Linked DNA regions of Hordeum vulgare: region 1 is linked to region 2. Evidence: chromatin contacts called from public Hi-C data. All regions are on one chromosome and are shown on one strand. Each heading gives the region's core, a stretch centred on a gene start, on an enhancer-like site or on the middle of the called end of the contact. The rest is flanking DNA. Distances are from core to core; before and after follow the strand shown.

Evidence for each region. Hi-C and Micro-C count contacts between places; a contact is called where the count stands out from the background.
Region 1: a contact with region 2 is called in a Hi-C map of leaf, with 5 times the contacts expected there. The contact joins the promoter of LOC123428213 here to the enhancer-like site in region 2. A contact is called at or near these places in 2 of 6 Hi-C or Micro-C datasets (both in leaf).

Annotation. Positions count from the first base shown.
Region 1 is chr2H:639,826,363-639,831,867 of MorexV3_pseudomolecules_assembly, forward strand. LOC123428213 (pentatricopeptide repeat-containing protein At1g10270-like) reads right to left here and starts at 2,425. Exons shown (of 2, transcript XM_045112397.1): 1 at 1-2,425. The coding sequence starts at 2,401.
Region 2 is chr2H:639,547,498-639,553,636 of MorexV3_pseudomolecules_assembly, forward strand. No RefSeq gene overlaps it. Among protein-coding and RNA genes, the nearest start is that of LOC123431106, 7.1 kb to the right of the region's middle. Within about 2 kb of position 3,389, at least 2 of the 3 cell types and tissues checked have open chromatin away from gene starts, as enhancers often do. A contact at or near this core is called in leaf, where this site is marked.

The DNA of each region.
Region 1 (5,505 bases), core at 1,175-3,674, 280 kb after region 2:
ATCCCGGTTGTTGCACTTGCTGAGAGCCATATCCTAGCTGTTGCACTTGCTGAGAGCCATACCTGGGCTGCTGCGCTTGGTGAGAGCCATACCCTGGCTGCTGCGCTTGGTGAGAGCCATACCCTGGCTGCTGCGCTTGGTGAGAGCCATATCCGGGCTGCAGTGTTTGGTGAGAGCCATACCCTGGCTGCTGCGCTTGCTGAGAGCCATACCCGGGCTGCTGCCCTTGCTGAGAGCCATAGCCTGTCTGCCATGGACGAGGTGTGCCAAACCCAGCATGTTGAGTCTGATGAGCGACATGTGTTGATTGTTGCGGTTGAGGAGTACCAAATCCAGACTGCACCGGTGAATCCGAGCTAAATTTAGGTTGTTGCACTTGAGAAGCACCAGCTGCTTGCTGCCAAGGGCGAGAGGTACCAAACTCCGGCGATTGACCTTGAGGCTGGGACGTCCCAGGTGGTGTTCCATGAGGGGAAGGAAGCCCATATTCTGATGTATTAGGAGCACCAACTTCTGTTTTCTGAACTTGCTGGTTTCCAAACACAGTCTGACGGGGTTCGGAAGACATCCCCTCAGGTCGCAGGATTTGAGGTACAGCATTGCCATGATGAAATGGTTGAGGAGAACCATAGCCCGGCTTGCCTTGGTTAGGTGCGTAGCTACCCGGCGTCTGATTAGATGCAAATCCAGGTACACTCCGAGGGCGATACTCTGGCCTTGGCGGAGGAGGTGGTGGCACTGGCTTTTCTTCAAAAGCTTGCTCGATCTCTTCCTGGCGATCAGCAGTCCTGAAAATCTCAACAATACACTCACGGAACTCAGGAGGAGCGGCAACACCTCCTCTGGCCATGTCCCTCACCAGGTCTCGCGCTCTATCCAATTCCCCTTCCTTACAGGACGCCTTAACCAGGATCTCAAAGGTGCCCGTGGATGGCTTAATCTCCTTGTCAGACATCCTTCCATACACCTTCAAGGCATCATCAATCCGGCCAGCTTCTGTAAGCCCTTGAAACATCCGATTGAAGAAAGCGATGTTGAACTTTGGCCCATGCTCCCTCCCGTCCGCCATTTTGTGGAAATACTGCATGGTGTCATCCACACGGCCATCCTTGAAGCACGAGTCGACGAGGTAAGTGTAGGTGTAAACGTCTGGAAGCACTGACTTGCTCTCCATCTCCTGGAAGAGCTGCTCCGCCTCTGCTAGCATCCCGTTCTCGCAGAGCTTCCCGATGATGTTGTTGAAGCAGGCGACGTCCATCTGCACATTCTTCGTCGGCTGCCTGTGGAACACCTCGATGGCGTCCTGGAACCTGCCCTCCTTGAAGCACTGGTTGACCATGACAGTGTAGGACTCGCTGTTGACGCCAATGAAGCTCGGCGGGCTATGGTTGTCGATCATGGTCTCCCACAGGTCGTGCGCCTCCTTGTGCTTGTCGTGGCTGAAGAGTGTCTGGAGCAGCACGTTGCAGGTGGCCGGCGTCATCTTGAACTTCCTGTCCAGAAGGGAGCTGTAGCTGTCCATGGCCTCCTTGTCCATGCCTTTCTTCCAGTAGCCCTCCATGAAGCTGGTGTGCACGACGCCGTCGTAGACGGTGGCCTTCTCCCGGAGCTCATCGAAGAGCTCGAAGGCCTTGTCCCAGTCGTCCAGGGCGACGTAGCCGTCGATGAGGTTCTTGTAGACGATGGAGTCGGCGCCCTGGCCGCGGTTGAGCATGTCACGGAGGAGGTCGAGGGCGTCCTGGACGCGGCCGGCGGCGACGAGGCCCTTGGTGAGGTGGCGGTAGGAGACCGAGGAGGGGGAGAAGGAGGTGACGCCGTCGAGCATCTCCTGGTATGCCTGGAGCGCGTCGTCGACGCGGGCGGCGTCGCAGTGGGCGAGGATAAGGGTGTTGTAGGAGACGACGTTGGGGACGATGTTGGAGCGGCGGAAGAAGAAGGCGAAGAGGGCGACGGCGTCGTCGGGCCGGCCGGCGCGGACCATGGAGGCGGCGACCGCGTTGCAGGTGAAGACGGTGGGGCGGACGCGCGAGGAGACGGCCGCGCGGGAGGCGGCGGCGGCCCCGTCGAGGTCGCCGGACCGGATGAGGGCCTGGACGCGGTTGTGGAGGCTGAGGCGCGGGCCGACCAGGGAGGAGGTGGTGTCGGGGAGGCGGGGCGCGTTGGGGTCGCGCGGGGGCGGCGGGGTGGAGGGGTCGCGGCGGAGGGCGTGCAGCGGCGGCTCGATGCGGAGGCGGCGCTTGCGGCGGCGGCGCTCGGCCGCGGCCTCCTCCGCGGAGGAGAAGGCGAAGTGGCGGGCGAGAGGGAACAGAGGGGCGGGCTGGGGGTGCGGGGCGAGGTGGGATTGGGAGATGGAGATGGAGAAGCGGCGGAGGAGGAGCAGACGGCGGTAGGGCGCCGCCATGGTCACTTCCGGCGGCGGCTCGGGGAGGGGAGGGGAGAGGGGAGGGGAGGGGCGGGGTAGGATTTGTGTGTCAACACTCAACAGTCGACAGTACCACATGGGCTCAGTTTAGCTTGGTCGGATTTGGGCTCTCTCTCCCCCCTTGGGCTTCTGTTTCACTCTCAACGCGAATGCTCCAAACCCAACCTTTTTTTTTCTCCTGGCCCTTTCTCTTTTTTCTGTTTTCATTTCTTCACCATTTATTATTTATTACCGCTAAAAAAACATTTACTATTTTTTTGGGACATTAAAACTGATCCTAAAGCGATCCTTCTTAGCGATTTGTATTTTTGACCGTCCGTTTTTTTGATATGTGTGTTTCTCGTCGTTAGATTTGCTGTCCTAAGGGGTTGCTGCTCCAGGAGAAAAAACGGAGCCCTCTCTTTACATGGGCCTTTTGCCCGACCCACAAAGCTTGAGAAAGAACGCCCGATCGATTGTTGTCCAGCCGGAAAAGTGCCTCACAAACCCTAGCAGATGAGGCGTCCAGATGTACCAGATGGAATGGCCATGGTGCATGGTGTGGCGACGGCACCACCTCACCTTTGATCCTCGTGCGCAAAAGCACCTACCACGATCCACCAGATCGCTCGGTGCGATGCCGCCTCTCCTTCGACCCCGACCTTGTGTGGCCACGCCTACGACTCATCAGCTTGCCGCCATGTGGTGTCGCCTCTCCTTCAATCTTTGATGTCGCACGCGCCTACTGCAACTTGTTGATACATTCATTCTGGTCACTCGTTTTCACCCACATACACACCGTCTTGAATAGCGATTGGTACTTCATTCGGTGTAACGTAGACCACATACACAAAGACAATGCGTACAACGATAAATAACATGCTCAGAAAAAGAGATGGTGTCATTGAAAACACAATTATTTTCACAAAGCCAAAGCGATCATAATAATGCAAATGCTCCCACACGAATTAGCGTACTAAACGTATTTGGTATTCCGTCAAGGCAGTAAGCATAGATATTGGCAACACTTCGACGGATATAGATTGGACGCTATTTAAATTTCGGACCATGTCGAATACGCAAGCTTGCATTAAAGGAATAGGTGTTTGATTGTCTCGTCACAAGTATAAAATCTACACTTCTTGCTTCCTTTCCAGTTGCGCCGAACGAGATTGTCTTTAGTTAGCACAATCCCTCTTCGAAGATATCGCATGAAAATCTCAACTTCTAGTGACATCCTCGATCTTCATAGTAGTTTATTATCATCCACTAGAATCTCTAGGTGCGAGAATTCACTATACATAGAGTCCATTGTGAATGAGCCACATGTAGTTAGACTCTAGTAAAACACATTCCACCATTGTGTCAAGTTAATCAACTCTATTTCGACAACAAATAATTTAGGAGAGAGGAAGTACAAATTACCTTTTTAAAAGGGTAATAAATAACTGCATGATGAAGGTGCGCGTCACCATCTAGTACAGCGGGGCCGGGTGGAAAACAATGATCCAAGTAGTTGAATCGTGTCGGAGTGTGGCCATTTTGAACCCATGAGCATAGGAGTCCGCTTTCTAAAAATGCATTTTAAACACGTTCTAGAACATAAAAAAATTGAAACAAAGATTCATGTATACATCTCTGCAACATGTGTGCGCGGCATAAAGTTTTGTGAACAAAAACTCTTTTTCTTTTCCTCGGTGAAAAAACAAATTTTAGTGCTCCTAAATAGTGTTCCATGATACATTTTTTTCCTTTTTTGCACAAGCCAAACAAAAGCTTATTTCTTTGTGAAACTTCCTGTGCGCGCACATACAATATGAAAATGTATGCATGATTTTTTTTCAGAATTATTGGACAATTAGAAATGTTTTTTCTTTGAAGTGGGTTCATATGCCATGTGTTCATCCATGTACTTCCCAATCGTGTAGCTCATAAGCTCTCTGCTAACCGTGATGCGCACACAGCCGTTTGCCGCCTTGATGCACCGCATTATGTGTCCGCGCAACTGCTCGAAACGGAAAACACGGTGAGCACATTTTCTTGATGCAAGGCACTCTCTTCTCCACAAAAATACCATTTATTGACCTTATACGTACGTACGTGACAGCACACCAAACCTCACGGCCGGCGTCAAGATAACACAAGATTTCGTCCCTAGAAATTAACAGAGGGAGATTGCACAACAAAGCGGCACCCTTACAAGAAACAGCAAGAATCCGCAAGTTTAATTACATGGCATGCACTGAAAGAACCAGACACACAAATCCGCAAAGACAAATACATCTTCAGCGCCATCAGCATGCGGTGTGCTAATTGACTCCAGCCCCTGATCCACCTGACACGTTGGGAGCCCTCGATCGGATCTCCACATGCTGCAAAAGCAACAAAAAGCACGCACGCAGAGCTCTCTGCTAAGTAGCTAAAACGGGACAGAGTCATGAGCAAAGTAGCTAAAGCGCATGCACGTACCTCCTTCATGGCCGGCTTGGTGTTGGCGGCCTCCTCCTTGGCGGCGGCACCGCGACCGCAGCCGGTGACGCGGTCGACGAGGCCGAGGAACCTCTCCTTGAGCTGGGCTGCGAAGTTGGCCATGGGGTCGAGCTAGAGAGCTGTGTGGAATTCTTCCTGAGCTTGATTGGCTAGCGGAATTATGCTCTGAAGCCTGAAGTTCAAGCTGCAGCTGTTGCTTCTAGTCGTGAGTGGTCACAGCGATCACCGAGGCCCGATTTATACACGGCGTGGTGGCGTCGGCCAGCCTCACCGGACACGACAGGGCGAGCCCACGAGCGCGGAAGGATCGGTCGTATTAAGAGTGCTTTGCCTTTTCACGATCTGCATGCATATATTCCCGCCGTGACTACGTTGTCCCACCATGCACTCGCGCGGTCGATCATCGATGCCTCGACCTCGATGGCGGATGGAGCAGTTTCCCCGGGAACCTTCGGTATTCCACATGCGTGACACTCATGCGCACACGTATCCGGACGGCGTACCGCATGATGCACTCGCGCATGTGTGAGTGTGAGCTCGATCGGCGTCTCTGGCATATAGGAGTATTTGGTGCAAAAATGCTAGACCTACAAAAACTTACAAAGGTTTACTTA
Region 2 (6,139 bases), core at 2,139-4,638:
CTATCCTAGAGAGCGATCTTTGGAGGAACACACCTATATGAGCCCGATTGGTTGTCACCGTCTATGAGAACGAGTGATCTCTACTTAAATCATTTATAGACGAGGAGTGTGAATAATATGCCTCACCCGAGATATCAACCTTTGGCAGTCTAGTGCTGGTAAGATAATTCGTGAAACTTCTCTCCATCAAACAAACAATTCAAGACATAGTCCATTGTTCACTTGTGAAAGAGTGTAGTTACTTGTATTAGGTGGATGTTCAACTGTAACTTGTTTCTACTAAAAATACTGATATACCAAAATAGCGAATGGAATAGAAGACAACACAACGAGCCCTCGAGATGTGGTGGGGGATTGTTGAAACATAGGGTGGGCCTTGGGCCCATCTAACATCTAAGGGCCCATGTGGGTCGGGTCATTAGGTGGTGGGAAGTTTAGTACCTGCTCCTAGTGAAAGTGGAGCTCAACCTTCTTATAAGGGATTCTCTTCCACATACTATTCAAGTTTGAGAAGAGAAGTGGTTCCCGTGCATTCCTCTTGCACCGTCCGCCTCGTCATAACGCGTGCGTCGCGGGTTACCGGAATGAGCCGAGCCGATCTCACACTTATGTGCTTGACAAAAAAATTCATGATGATTTCTTCAAATCCTCGGGTTCAGGTGAAGAAATGGATATGATCATGCTCATGAGCATGCAAAAGAAATTTGACCGGCAAGTGAAGCATATTCTCAATTTCAAGGGTTCAATCAAAGAAAGAAGAGTGACCAATCAAGATAGGGTATCCAGAGCAAAACTATTGCAGTAGGATTACTTTGTTCCGAATCCAACTTTCTTGGATGATCCATGATTTCGTCATCATTTTTGCATGCAAAACCGTTGTTTTTGCGCATTATAAACGGAGTGAAAGCACATGACGACTATTCTAAACTTTACGTGAGACGATAGTATATGCGATCGACGTGCATTTTGCATGAATTTAAAAGTTCGAATATAAGATATGTGCATGCGGTGAATAAAATATGAAGGATTGTTTGGATGCGTTTACAAACATGCGTACGCGGACGAGCCGGATTTGTGCAGTCCATTGGACAAGCAAATTTCAGTCAACTTAAACACTTTGGGCGATATAAAATTACAAATTATACCCACGGTGACCTGTGCATGGCCGGAGCGTTGTCCTGAATGGTTGGGGTCACATGGGCGATCTCGCTAGCCAGTAGCCCGCCTTTCCCCTTGTGTCTTCAACGTGACATGCCCCGGCTGGCATGTGTGGATGCCACGAGGGTTCGCCATTTCAGCATGTGTGGCACGGGTTGCAACTTGCAAGGAGATGTATCTGGTGTGCGTGTGTGTGTACTGTGCCGTGGACCGGAGGCAGACGAGTCAGCTTCATAGCCATGCGGTCGCCGCGGAAGGATGCACGTGAATGTCCATGTTTGACCATTCTTCCCGCCCTCTGTTCTCTCTATTGCTCTGTTTTCTCCACTCTTATTCGTGTTATTCTTTTTTTCCTTTCTGTACTCCCTAAGTCTCATTTGTTGTAAGATCATCTCCAACGTACGCGCGGCAGTGCCGTGTTTTAAATTTTATTTACAGCGTCGAAATAGCAATAGCATGACACGTTAAGACTTTTTTGTTCAACAGTGCATAAAAACACGGCGCCCTATTCGACGGCCCCACTTACAGCGTTTAGCGCGTGCAATCCGACACCCCAATAATTCAGCTCGGAAGCCAGCGTGCTCAAAATTTACAGCGCTTGCACTTGTGCGTGTTCTATTTAGAGTTTCTACTGAAACACGTTTTCTGTATCCGACGTCTAAAAAACGAACGCGTGAAGCAGTTTTTAGGCGCCTGATGACAATGCTCTGAGATAGATCATTGATCTCTCCATGACTTCATCTTAGTAAGCAGGCAATGGCACTTTGTAACTACTAGTTTAGTTGCACTTTATAACTACACTACTCCCTCTGATTCAAATAAGGCGCAATCTGACCATGGCATTTATTTTGAATCGGAAGGAGTAGTAATATATAGTTGTTTTTGTCTTTTCAGCGACAGTCTGAATATTGTGATTTCTGAATATGGTGGATGTTTCCATTTTCTGGCTATAAATGAGAGTGACCCGTCGTGCCATGCATGTGGCGGCTGCATTTCACGGCGACTGTTTGTGCCGCGAGTTTGTGCAGTTCTCCATTGAGCACTGCCCTCGTGAAGACAACCATGTTAGCTCATGAAGTTGCTAGGTTGCCTACATGATGGATGAAACACCCAATACTAGCCAATACTACCATTTTCCTTCAAATAGATGATGCAACTACCACTGAACGCTAATCAAGAGGTATGGTGTCAAAAAAACACGCGAGCTTCGCCGCACATCCAATTGATTGTTTTTCTGTCCTTTTGGTTTTCTCGAGCATCCATGTTTTCTTCACTGCGTATATAGTTGGTTAAACAGAGAAGGAACCAATCTGACAGTATTCAGAAAAGCAAACACTTGATCGGTACAAAGTTAACAAACATGTTCATCAAGTTACTGCTTTATTAGCCTTACAACTTACACTCAACAGGTTCGCAGAAGATAATGGAGTTCAGATAGCAACACCCACACAACTCGATCATGGAGTTCAGATAGCAACACACAGTCGTAAGGACGTGACAAACTGAAACATTTCTGGAATGAACACACACACACACACACACACACACACACACACACCAGTTTTATTATCTGAAGTGTTGAACACGCCTGGCGGCACACCATATTAAGGCTATCAGAACCACACGGCCATGTCTACGTCTGAAAACTGTTAGCAGAGGCCGCAAGGTTGCTCTACATCACTACATGCCGTCAAGGTTCACCTGGGCGCCTGAGCCCCCCGACACCGGGAGATTCCTGGACCTGATCTCGACCACTTCCTCGGTCTGAAACTTCTCCACAAATGCCAACTTGCCGGGCTTCTGTGCATCTGCAAGACGGAAAAGCACGCACGCCCATAGCAAGTCATTAGCAACGACGGAGCACAATATAATGTTGACTGCAACATGAGCAAAGCCGCTGTTTTCAGAGCGGCGTGCGTACCCTCGCCGTCGTCGGGGCGGGCGCTGTAGCCGGTGACGCGCTCGACGAGGTCGTAGAACACGTCCAGGAGCTGGGAGGCGAAGCTGGCCATGGGAGCTGTTGCTGGGTAATTCGTCAGCTACTCGAGCAGTGCTAGATGCTAACGCCTTCGGCTACGGCTAGTACTCCCTGCTTGTTGCTTTCTCTGCTTACTTGCTTTGACTGGTGAGTGTGAGTGTGAGTGCTATCGCCATCGCCGGGGCGAGGTATTTATGCACGGCGACGGCGAGTGTGAGTGTCACCAACCGACCACGCGCACGCGCTTCTCAGACAAGGCCCACGCGGCGCGCGTGCGAGCTGGGACGTAGAGGAGGTTCAGATTCCCTTGCGTTATCGGACAGAGAGAATCAGAATTTCTCGGCATCTGGCCCGGCCATCGCGCGTGTGTGTGTATCTATCTCTGGTGCACATTCCCGATCGCATTCTTTTAGGGTTATTATTCTCCCAGGAGGCTGTACCAAAGGCTTGAACAGTATGGCAATTTTCTATTCCAATATACAGTATTTCCTTCACTCTTTTTGAACCAAAGGGGGCCTGATACTACAATCAAGGTGACTATTCAATAGCAAATTGCATCGTCAACTTGGAGTGTAGAATGTGCATATGCATGGCAATCTGTGCGGATTGTTAGATCTCCCAAATCGCCGGGGTCACATGAGCAGTTTTGTGACCGAGCACCCTTTCCTCTTCATTTCCTTCGAGTCGCGCGGGGATAAAAAAAATGAGTCAAGCATGTGAACCTAACACGAGGGGTGCGTGGGTGGGCGTGTGGGGCTACAACTGAACCCTGAGGACATGTACAATGGTTAATAAGATGATTTAATTTTAAATCTTGTATGTAATTTAGAGATGACAAAAAATATATCTTATAATGAGTTACCTCTTAGCCTTATCCTCAATTACTAGCTATTCCTAAAAATATGGTGAGACATATTATGATAAGAGGTCATCTTTTGTTTTCTCTTAAATAAGAGAAGACAAATCTTTTCTTATGAGTTCTCTTTCCTTCACCTCATCATTTATCCTACACGACACTCCTAAGATATCATCATTGTACATGTCCTGACCCGACTCTAACTTCCGAACAAGCTGTCAATTCAATGTGTGCACGAAAAAAAGTCACCTAACCTATTTTTTCATAGCCGGTCCAAACGTATGTACTGACCTATACTCTTCATATCCGATCAAATCTGAGATAAATATGGAAACATCCTCACGCGCTCGCCCCATCGGACTGATCGTTGGGGTCCGCGCTAATTCACGCATATCCGTCTCCCCTTTTCTTGCGCGATTAGCACTATTCTCTTCTCTGTTTTCCCTGCTCAACACAGCCGGGGACGGGCTTTCGCCGGTATCAGTGCTCTGCCGCCATTTCCATTCAGGGCTTCGCCATCGGTCGCTCTAACGCACAATGTCGTCGACCAGGCCTTCACCGGACAAGGTTGCGTCCATCAGACACCGTCCCGGTACATCAAACTCCCTCATATTTTCACCCTACACTCTACGTGTTTGATGAAATGTCCAAGACAATTTTTGATTCTTTCCGTCATTAATTACTTCTAGGTCACTAATGGATTCGGCATGGCTATGGAAACGATGATGTTGAAAAATTCATATTCAACGAGTTCATCACTCCGTTAGACTCGAAAGAGGAGGCTGCCAAAATATAATGATGATGAGCATCCAAGAGGAGTTTAGGAAGGTAGAGGAGCATGTCCTAAACTTCAAGAGTTCCATCAAGGATCGGAGATTGATTCTATGTCATACGGTTTCCGGTGCATGCTTTCTGTACACAGATTACTTCACAGCTATCCCAATATTCCATGAAACTTCCTATCGTGGTTGCTACGTATGAGCAGAAACTTTTTCTTGCGGGAAGTGGAAGGCATGCAGAAATATGATGGTAACTTCAAAATGAGGAAGGATTGTTGTGGATAACTTCTCTGCTCTCGTCTCCAGAAATGCACTGATGCTCTCAGGGTGCTTTCTTATGCTAAACAAGATGCCGAGAGACCACAATCTTGCACACCATGGTGCAATTTGCAGGCATTGTTGTGGAGGTGTTCGGACCAAAGTACCCGAGAGAGCCAACTATGGAGGACAGAGAAAAAAGGTTGGCAATTGGAAGAACAAGAGGATCCCCCTGTATACTAGGTTGAGGTGATTGCATGCACTCACAGTGTAAGAACTACCCAAAAGGTTTGCTTGGGCAATACCAAGGTGACAACAAAGCAATCACCATCATACCTGAAGCAGTGGCAACTTCTTTCACACACGAGATTCATGTAATGACGTCAATGTACTCCAACGATCTCCTTTCTTCAAGAGACTCTGTGATAGGGAAGCTCCACTGTGCAACTATAGCGCCAACCGACACAACTACAACATGTGATACTACCTTGCCGATGGTATCTATTCTCAGTGGACCGCATTTGTGAAGACCATATCTAATCCCAATGGCAACAAATAAACCGCTTTACAACAATGCAAGAGGCAACTAGAAAGGATCTGCAGAGGGCATTTGGAGTGCTCCAAGATCATTGGGGTATTATTCGTGGAGATTCGATGATGTGGGAACCAGAGACACTTTGACAGCTCATGACATGTTGTGTAATTTTACACAACAAGATTGTTGAGCATGCGGGTGAAGGGGAAGCGCGCACACGTGATTTTGAGAAGCCTGGTGTTCAGGTCCTCCTCCCGGAGCAAGGGGCAGAGAGCATTACCAACTTTCTGAAGATGCGTCGACAAATGTGAGGTCGACATGTGCATATGCAACTTCCGGATCATCTTGTCGAGAATATGTGGACACACAATGAAAATCAGTAAACTTCTCTTTAGTTTTAGCAATCATGCACTATGAACAATATTTGCGTTTGAATTATATTGGATTAGGTACTATTAAGTACGAACTATTTGTATTTGTGTGGACTAAACTGTGTATGTCCAAAATGATCGAGGTGCATGTGTTTGCATGGATTTCGTGTTTTAAAATAGGGACCGTGGTTGCAAATGTCAAGA